3 separate regions of the Mus musculus genome follow, and all the other regions are linked to region 1. A link is a contact called in public HiChIP or PLAC-seq and promoter capture Hi-C data. All regions are on one chromosome and are shown on one strand. The core of a region is the stretch at or near the end of the contact, and the rest is flanking DNA. Distances in the headings are between cores, read along the strand shown.

Region 1 (2,700 bases), core at 69-2,568:
AACTGGTGTTCTGTTTCCTTCTCTCCCACCCGTTTGGCTGTGGACCATTGGTTCGTTCTCAGCCTTTGCGACGTATTTTTGCTAAACGGTTTTACCAAATTTGAGTCGCTTCCTCTGCCTTTCCTGCAGATGAAAGGGATTATGGGCTTGCTTCACCCGTTCAGGGTTGTGATGACCTCTTGCCATTTGCTTGACAGTCTGACAGGCCGTCTGTCTTCTTGGATGGCTTTTTGAAGAGGAAACACTGACTTTGAGAATTTGAAAAGAGCTCTTGCATAATTGGGATACCCTCGGGTATTATGAAACCTGGAGTGGCCAAGTGCTTGAGGCCCAATATTTACATGCCAAACAGAGGGAGGCAACCCTTGCTCACCCAGGAAGGAGGGGCCAGATGGCCGTTTGTTACCTGGGCCCTGCCCATTCCACCTGCCAGATTCCTATTGATTTTACCTTGCTTTCCCAGAGCTGCTTGGCCTAGGAAGCCAAGGCTGGCCCTTCTCTCCCAGATGCTAGCCTTAGCACTGGCTGCCACACCTAGCCTCTGGTGGATTTTCAGAGCTGGGAGTAGACTGTACTGCCCTTTCTGGGTTAATTCAGTGCCTTCCTGGCTAGCCTCAGCTGATGTCCGGAAAGGGGTGGGCATGTCGGAGCCAAGGAGTGAGCTCTGTGTGTCCATAAATCTTCCCAGTGTTCCGTTCATAAGAAACACTAACTGAGTTTGCTGCCAGCCCTGGTTCAAGGGTGTGGTGAGAGAAGAATGCTTAAATTGAGGTTTTAGGGTTCTTTGTAGGGCCTCTTTTTCCGGGACAGGTCCCTGTAATTATAGATAGTCTTGTGGTTTCCCAATGATCCCAAACAACCTTTGCTGCACACCTCCCAGCCCATGGGCACCCTTTGTATTTAATCTTTTTCAGAGACTTTGTGTGTGAATATGTTCATTTTTGTCAGAGATACAAACTAATTTTAGCCCCCATTCTCTCCAAAGCGTCATATGTTTCTGGGTTTGAAATATTTATTTTTATTTTATGTTTCTTAGAGGCCAGAAGAGGTGTCTGATCTCCTAGAGCTGGAGTTACAAGTGCTGGAAGCCAGGGGTCCTTAGGGAGACCCCTTCCCTGACAAACCACCCAAGAGAAGCGACTTTAAAGCAGGGAAGACCTCCTCTGGTTTGTGGTTTCAGGCCACGGTCAGCTGTTCCATTGCTCTGAGGCCTATGATGAGGCACAGCATGGAGAAGGCTCCTCCCATCCCAGGGCCTGCAGAGCAGAGAGAGGAAAGTGTTAACCTCCCATTGTCACTTTCAACCACAAGCTGCCAGGGCCTAACTTCCTTACACTAGGCCCTCCCACACAGGGCCAACAGGGGACCGAGCTCTTCCACGCGAGCCTATAGGGACATTGAAGACCTCGGTCACGGAATTGCTGTTAGGCTGTGAGGATTTGGAGGTTTCCATTTCAAGGTTCTGTGCTCGGGATGGAGACGAGTTGGCAGAGTGCTTGCCCAGCGTGCATGGAGGCCTGGGCTTGATCCCCAGTGCTATTCCACACAAGTGTGGGTGCATGCCTCTAACCCCGGTGCTCAGGAGGCAGAGGTAAGAGGATCGATCACGAGTTTAAGGTCATCCTCGGCTAAGTTTGAAGTCACCCTGGGCTACATGAGACCCTACCTTTTTTTTTTTTTCTCCCTTAAAAGGGTTAGATTTAAAAATCTAATGCTCAGAGATGCAGAGGGAGTCTTTCTCCTAGGTCAAGGCTTCATTGTAGTCAGCTGACATAAGGCTTAAGGATGGTTTATTTCAGAGCCAGGCTGAAGTAAACTTACCAGCCTTCCCTATGACCATGGAGATGTGAGGGCTAAAGAACTTCCTGAGGGATTGGAGAGATGGCTCAGTAGTTAAGCATGTGGCATGCAAGCCTGAGGCCAGATACCCAGCACCCATGACATGCTGGGTGGGCATGGGAGCCTGCCTGTTACTCCAGCTTAGGAAGGTAGATACAGACTGGCCATATCATGTAGCTCTGGGTTTGATTGAGCACCCCTGCCTCCATGAATCAGGTGGAAGAGCTCATGACCTTCACATGTACATGTCCCCACAGACATGTGGCCAAACACATGCACAACACATGTAGGAAAAGTGTGTGTGTGTGAAAGAGAGAAAGAGAGAGAGAGAGAGAGAGAGAGAGAGAGAGAGAGAGAGAGAGAGAGAAAGTTCCCAAACATTATGTATGAAAATAGCAGCTTTGGAGCTGGAGAGATGGCTCAGCAGTTGATAGTACGGCCAACTTGCTCTTCCAGAGGTCCTGAGTTCAATTCCCAGCAACCACATGATGGCTCACAATCATCTGTAATGGGATCTGATGCCCTCTTCTGGTGTGTCTGAAGACAGCTACAGTGTACTCACATACATAAAATAAATAAATAAATAAATCAGGAAGGAAGGAGAGAGAGTGAAAGAGAGACAGAGACAGAAAGAAAAAAAAAAGAAAGAGAGAAAGAAAGAAAGAAAGAAAGAAGGAAGAAGGAAAAAGGAAAATGGCAGTTTTGGGACATATCAAGGTCTTCAGATCCTTAGCCTGGCTTGCTTTCTCCCTGAGTCAGGGGACCCCTAGGGCTCTTTCACCTCTGATGCTGAAGAATTTGCTGGAACATGCTTTGAGAGTTAGCCCAAGTGTCATATGCCTATAATCCCACAGTGTGAGA
Region 2 (2,754 bases), core at 232-2,731, 140 kb before region 1:
GCTTACTATCATGGAGCTGTGTCCCCGGCCCTCTTTTCATTTTTTATGTTGTGATGGGATCTCAATGAGTTGCCAGAGATGGCCTGGAACTCACTCTATAGCCCAGGCAGTCATCTTTGAACTGGGAACTTCCTGTCTCAGCCTCCTGAGTAGCTGGGATTATAGGTCTGGTGGCAGCGGGCCACCGCAAAGTTATCTAAAGACTTCAAACATAAGGCTCCCAACTGAACCTTTGCAGTTATTCTAATATGACACTAAAATGGAAGAGAGGGGCTTTAAAAAAAACAACAACAACAACGTTTCCCTTCTACAGTTGTATGCATAGGCAGGCCTGACTCTCGGGTAAAGGCAGAGAGAAGGAAACAAGCCCTGAGCAAGCACAGGGCCTTGCTGGGTATGGTAGGAGACCTAAGTGGTTCCTGCCACCACAGGCACATCTCCTTCATGTGGAAATGCCCAGGGCTGGAGAGTGAGGAGGAAGAATATGGAGACACACACGTGTCCCTGGAGAAGTTTGAGGACATTGATCACAAGAGAGTTGCAACTTTCCTCCCCCACCCAACCCCCTTAGACTCCACACACTGAGGGCCCTGCTAGGTCATGCACGAAGAAGGAGAAGAAATAAATCAACATACTTTCCGATGCTTAGCGCTTATAAGCACTAAGCAAATGCATCCTGTGAGTGAGACAGATATTAAAGGCATAAACAACTAAATATGTGGTTATACGTTGCAATGGGTGACTGGGAAGGAAGAAAACCGTTAGCAGGAAGGAGGACAATGGAGTGGGCGAAGGATCATCCTCTGGGAAGCTTCAAGCAGGTGTCGTTGAAATTGCGATTTAGGATGAGCAAGGGGAAAGACAGCATTGGGGAAGGCCTCCGATGAATTAAAGGAACTGAAAACAGGCCAACAGGACTCTACAAGGTTGGGCAAGTGGGCGAGGAGGACGCACCAGGTCATACAGAGCCTAGAAGGTCACAATCACAGGTACTAAGGGGATGATTACTGATGCAGCCAAAAAAGGAAGAGACATCATTGTTTAAAAACTAACGCCGGTTCTGGTGGCGCAGGCCGGTAGGATTTGCTGAAGGAGGCAGAGGCAGGAGGATCTGGAGTTCGAGGCCAGCCTGGGATACAGCGTGAGTTCCAGGACATCCAGGGCTACACAGAGAAACCCTGTCTCGAAAAAAAAAAAAAAAAAACACCAAAACAAAAAACAAAAAAACCGTAATGTAAGAGGAAGTACTGGGTCTCAGATACTCAAAATCCTAGTCCACTAGATGGCAATGGTCATCATCACTCTGTGTGGGTTGGGTTGGGTTGGGTTGATGGCTGTGACCAAGCAAGCTGGGAAAGGGAGGGAGTCCCAACTGGAGTTCCCCAGGGGAACCGGGCTTGGTCTGCCTCCGGGCCGCGTGGGGTCGCTGTGGCCGGAGTGTCGCGAAGGGGGCTGAGGCGGGGAGGAGGCGGGAAGAGCGCAGCACTTCCGCTGGCTGGCTGACTGGCTGGCTGCTGGAGCGGGCGGCAGAGGGAGCGGAGGGAGCGCGCGGCCCGGGGGACTCACATTCCCCGGTCCCCCCTCCGCCCCACGCGGCTGGGCCATGGACGCCAGGTGGGGGGCTCGGGCAGCCATGGCCCACGTGACCGAGACCCCGGGGCCACGTGACCGAGACCCCAGGGCTCCGGAGGCGGGGTGGGGGGTCCTCCAGCCGCAGATCCGCGTGGCACTGTTGGGAGCCCCGTGTGGATGGGCACGCGGCATGTGGCCTACGCTCCTCGCGGGGCTTCGGGGATTGTCGCGCGTAGGGGGATGAGGGACAGTGGCGCTTCGGAGAGGGAAGGGGGTGGGGGTTGCCTGTGGCCTGAGCTGCCCGCGCGCTGAAGGGAACAGAGGCGACCTATGTGGCTGGACAGGCGGGGCCGTCCCCGAGAAGGGAGGAGGTTCTGCCTGGCCTGCGCCGGACCCCCTGAGAGAGAGGGAGAGAGAGGCTCTTTGTCCGTCCCTCTGGGCTGCAGCGGAGGGGGCGGGGAGGCCACTGGGCACTTCCCTGGTACAGTCCCCTCCGGAGGGCAGAGAGGCGGAAGAGCTGCAAACCTAATCGTTGCTTCGGCTGTCCCAGCAGATGGTGGGCAGTAGTGGTACTCGCCACACTCCCTTCCTTGGGAGCAGGTGGAGAGTCACCCGAAGCCCCTCCGCAGTCCTGGACACAGCTGTGGCTCTTCCGCTTCTTGTTGAATGTAGCGGGCTATGCCAGCTTTATGGTACCTGGCTACCTCCTGGTGCAGTACTTAAGACGGAAGAACTACCTGGAGACAGGTAATGTGGCCAGAGGGTGGGGAGATGAGGGAAGTCTGGTTGCAGGTGTTGGCAGAGCGGGACTTGGGCCGGGAGGGAGGCCAGTAAGTCAGACACCGGATCGGGCTGGCTGCTCTGCAGAGGTTGTGGACCTTGACTGTGTCTTCTTCAGGCAGGGGTCTCTGCTTCCCCCTGGTGAAAGCCTGTGTGTTTGGCAATGAGCCCAAGGCTCCTGATGAGGTTCTCCTGGCTCCGCGGACAGAGACAGCGGAATCCACCCCGTCTTGGCAGGTCCTGAAGCTGGTCTTCTGTGCCTCGGGTCTCCAGGTAAGAATACAGGCTCCCCTTCTCTTCCCCAGCTGGGTACAGACAGCCCCTGACTTAAACCAAATTTTCCCTGCCCACCCCAAAGGTTTGTTAGTTTGGGTCTGGTTTGTGTCCCTACAGGACACAGCC
Region 3 (2,774 bases), core at 137-2,636, 180 kb before region 1:
TTTGCTCTTTGAGCATGGGGACCCAAGTTCAAGTGGCAGAAGCCACAAAAGCCAGCCTTGGTGGCGCACCTTCATAATCTCCCAGCTGTGCAGTCAGGGAAGAGTGCACAGAGACGGGGCGGGGGGGGGGGGGGGATGGGGATGGATTCCCCCAGTTCCACGAGCCATCTAACTAAGCCTGGTCTTTGAGCTCCAGGGCAGCAAAAGACCTTTTCTCAAGGAGGACAGCACCTGAGGTCACCCGCCACATGCATGTACATACCTGTGCACCTATCTATACACACAGAAGCATGCGCAAATAGAGCAGCTGAGACCGAAGCCCAGCATTTGAAGCACAGTGGAGCCAAGGAATGTAGGGAAGACCCTCCTCTATCAGAACAAAGCTGCCAGGCAGAGCTCTACCTAGACACAGGAGTGAGGGGTGGGTACAGCAGTGGGAGTGCACATTTTCATAGCAAGGATTCCCTGACACTGTATTAACTCCGAAGCGTGGGGCTACACGGTGCCAGAGTGCACACTGACTACCATGTAAGCATCTGGAGTGAGGATGTAGCTCCGGTGGCCCAGTACCAAGCATGGACTGAGCCCTGGGTTCAATTCCCCAGCACTGCAGAAACACGATTCCACTCTCTGTAATCCGGGCTCTGGAGAAGCAAGGCATGTGCAGCAGAATCAAGATCATCCACCGACTATACACACGATGGTTTGTAAGCCTCATGTGAGAGCGTGAAGGGACATGGGGACAGAAGCATGGCTCCTCACTGCATGGCTTGACCGCTGGACCTTGGTGGTAGGTTGGTCTACTAGGTTTTACCGCGGGCCCAGCTCTTTCGTGGCCACCAAGCTGAGGCTTCAACAGAGGCAATCTGACCAGAGAAGCTAGCTTAAAGCTAAACTTTGCTTTCCTAGGACAGACGGACACACACACACACACACACACACACACGCACACTCACAGTCTGCTGTCCCTCTGCTTTAGAGAATGAGTTCTTCTATTCCATATAGCCTGATCCCCGGAGTCGTCTCTCCTGCCTTGAGAGCTTCCGCCAGGCTGAGCGAAGGAGCGCTCTGGAGGCCCAGGCCCTTCCTGCCTCTGATACTTGGTTCACATTAGAGATAACCGAAGGGGCTCCCCAGCAGAGTTGGGGTCCACAGCTCGACCACAGGGGAATTCCAGAGGCTTAAGTAACTGTAGAAAGTCCCTCGCTTCCCCTGTCTCCTTTGTTTTTCTTGGGCCTTCTTCTCCTCCCCCCCTCCGCCCCCCAACTCCTTATCAGAAGTACATCCTCTAGAGCCACGCGAAAACCTTAATGCATCCCGAAACACGCAGCCAGAAAGCACGAGCGGAGGCCGAGAGCATAGGGTCGTTTTCTGAGCACGCGCACTAGGGGCAACCGAGGAGGAGGGCGCCAACGCCCAGGGCGGAGGGCTCAGGGTCCGCCCCCTGGCGACTCAGGCGTCCCTAACAACCAACTGCGCCAAGCCAACCGCCTCAGAGAGCAGTCTCCTGGGTCCCCAGAGCAGGTGAGGTGACCTCCGGGAAAGGGACCCCCAACTCTGATCTCCCCAATCAGACCATGCTGGTTAAGCTCAAAGCCCTGCCAGCTCCTGCAACCCACGCGGGTCTATGGCCCCGCAGCCGTCATCTTAGCTTCGTATGTCCTGTAATGGGAGAACCCATTCTGCAGTTACATGAAGCCCCCAGCTCATCACGCCTGTCTTCTAGAGGTGGGATCCAGGCTCTGCATTCCACACAGCGACTATCTGTAAACTGGTCTAGAGGTCTAGAATTCAAGTAAAGAAATGGGGAGACCTGGGAAGAGGAGAGTCCCCAATCCTCAGCTGAGGACAATGCTACAGGCCCTGTGGGTTCTGCACGTCCCCCATGGACCTGGTCTCTCTGAGTTACCAAGGGGAGGAGAAGAGAGGAGGCTGGAGTCGTGGGTAGAGCTACTGCAAGTGTCCCTTTCCATAGAGCTGACTACAGATGCCTGAGCTAGGATGGGGAGGACCCAGAAGCTATGAACAAGCTATCTCCCTGAGCCAGAGACCAAACCTGGGCTCTCAGAAAAACAGTGGTTGGTTTGTTTGTTTGTTTGTTTGTTTGTTTTAAATTCTCTCTTCCTTCAGCCCATAAACTGGGACTTCACAACAGGACTTTGGGCAATAGAGGGCAGGGAAGATGTAAACAAAAGCCCAGGGCTCTGAATACAGGAACCTGAGACCCAAGGAGGGCTCTTTGTGGGGAGCATGGGGTACGCGTGGGTGGGAAGCTGGCAGAGAGGTGGATGGAGACCCTAACCTGCCCCTGCAGCAGACCACCACAGCTACACTTGCAGAGAAACATGGGGCGTGACAGGCCCATTTGAGTAGTGGCAGGAACCTCCCTGACGTGGCCAGATTTTACTGGGGACTTGAAGAAGGATGAAAAGGGAAGGAATATGAGGGAGAGATCCAAGCTTGACCCAGTCTGTGAGCAACATGCGCTCCCAGCGTGAGCAGGGCAGAAGAGCAAACCTGCAACATTCTCTTGGGCCCTTGTGGAGACCTCAAGCCAAAGTCGGCCACAATCCAGCCTTAGGGAAGCGTCTCGGCAGCGAAGTAGGTGAAGGCTGGGGCTCCACAGTGGTGACCAGAGAACCCACGGGGGGAGGGAGTTCCAGAAACCTTTCTGGAACTGAGATGAGGTGAGAAAGGGGTACCTCAGAGAAGCAAGAGGGCCCATGGGGCAGATAAGCAGTCCGTCTGGCTTGCTGGCTTGGTGACAGCGAATC

The links. Promoter capture Hi-C pulls out the DNA fragments that hold promoters and counts their contacts. HiChIP or PLAC-seq counts read pairs in DNA pulled down with a chosen protein or histone mark.
Region 2: an H3K4me3 HiChIP or PLAC-seq map of bone marrow-derived macrophages shows a contact between it and region 1, with 2.2 times the contacts expected there. The contact joins the promoter of Slc35b2 here to the enhancer-like site in region 1. A contact is called at or near these places in 8 of 39 promoter capture datasets (the 3T3-L1 cell line, 3T3-L1-derived adipocytes, the C10 cell line and 4 more), 13 of 484 Hi-C or Micro-C datasets (the C2C12 cell line, the P5424 cell line, brain and 8 more), 15 of 115 datasets of contacts at active chromatin or transcription factors (the 230-238 cell line, the NIH/3T3 cell line, the SCID.adh cell line and 9 more) and 4 of 9 other capture datasets (adipose tissue, embryonic stem cells, liver and 1 more).
Region 3: a promoter capture Hi-C map of the C10 cell line shows a contact between it and region 1, with 2.4 times the contacts expected there. The contact joins the promoter of Tcte1 here to the enhancer-like site in region 1. A contact is called at or near these places in 2 of 39 promoter capture datasets (the C10 cell line and pre-B cells), 4 of 484 Hi-C or Micro-C datasets (B cells, Sertoli cells, frontal cortex and 1 more), 2 of 115 datasets of contacts at active chromatin or transcription factors (embryonic stem cells and pancreatic cancer cells) and 3 of 9 other capture datasets (adipose tissue, liver and pancreatic islet).

What each region holds. Positions count from the first base shown.
Region 1 is chr17:45,702,118-45,704,817 of GRCm38.p6, forward strand. Gm35456 (a long non-coding RNA gene) reads right to left here. Exons shown (of 7, transcript XR_385596.4): 7 at 1,011-1,256. Among named protein-coding and RNA genes, the nearest start is that of Mrpl14, 17 kb to the left of the region's middle. Within about 2 kb of position 1,319, at least 90 of the 459 cell types and tissues checked have an H3K27ac peak or open chromatin away from gene starts, as enhancers often do. A contact at or near this core is called in the 230-238 cell line, the C2C12 cell line, the HPC-7 cell line and 6 more, where this site is marked.
Region 2 is chr17:45,562,455-45,565,208 of GRCm38.p6, forward strand. It overlaps Slc35b2 (solute carrier family 35, member B2), which reads left to right and starts at 1,482. Exons shown (of 4, transcript NM_001357105.1): 1 at 1,482-1,614; 2 at 2,126-2,319; 3 at 2,471-2,625. The coding sequence starts at 1,604. It overlaps Nfkbie (nuclear factor of kappa light polypeptide gene enhancer in B cells inhibitor, epsilon), which reads left to right. Exons shown (of 6, transcript NM_008690.4): 6 at 1-715.
Region 3 is chr17:45,522,048-45,524,821 of GRCm38.p6, forward strand. It overlaps Tcte1 (t-complex-associated testis expressed 1), which reads left to right and starts at 1,387. Exons shown (of 5, transcript NM_013688.2): 1 at 1,387-1,524.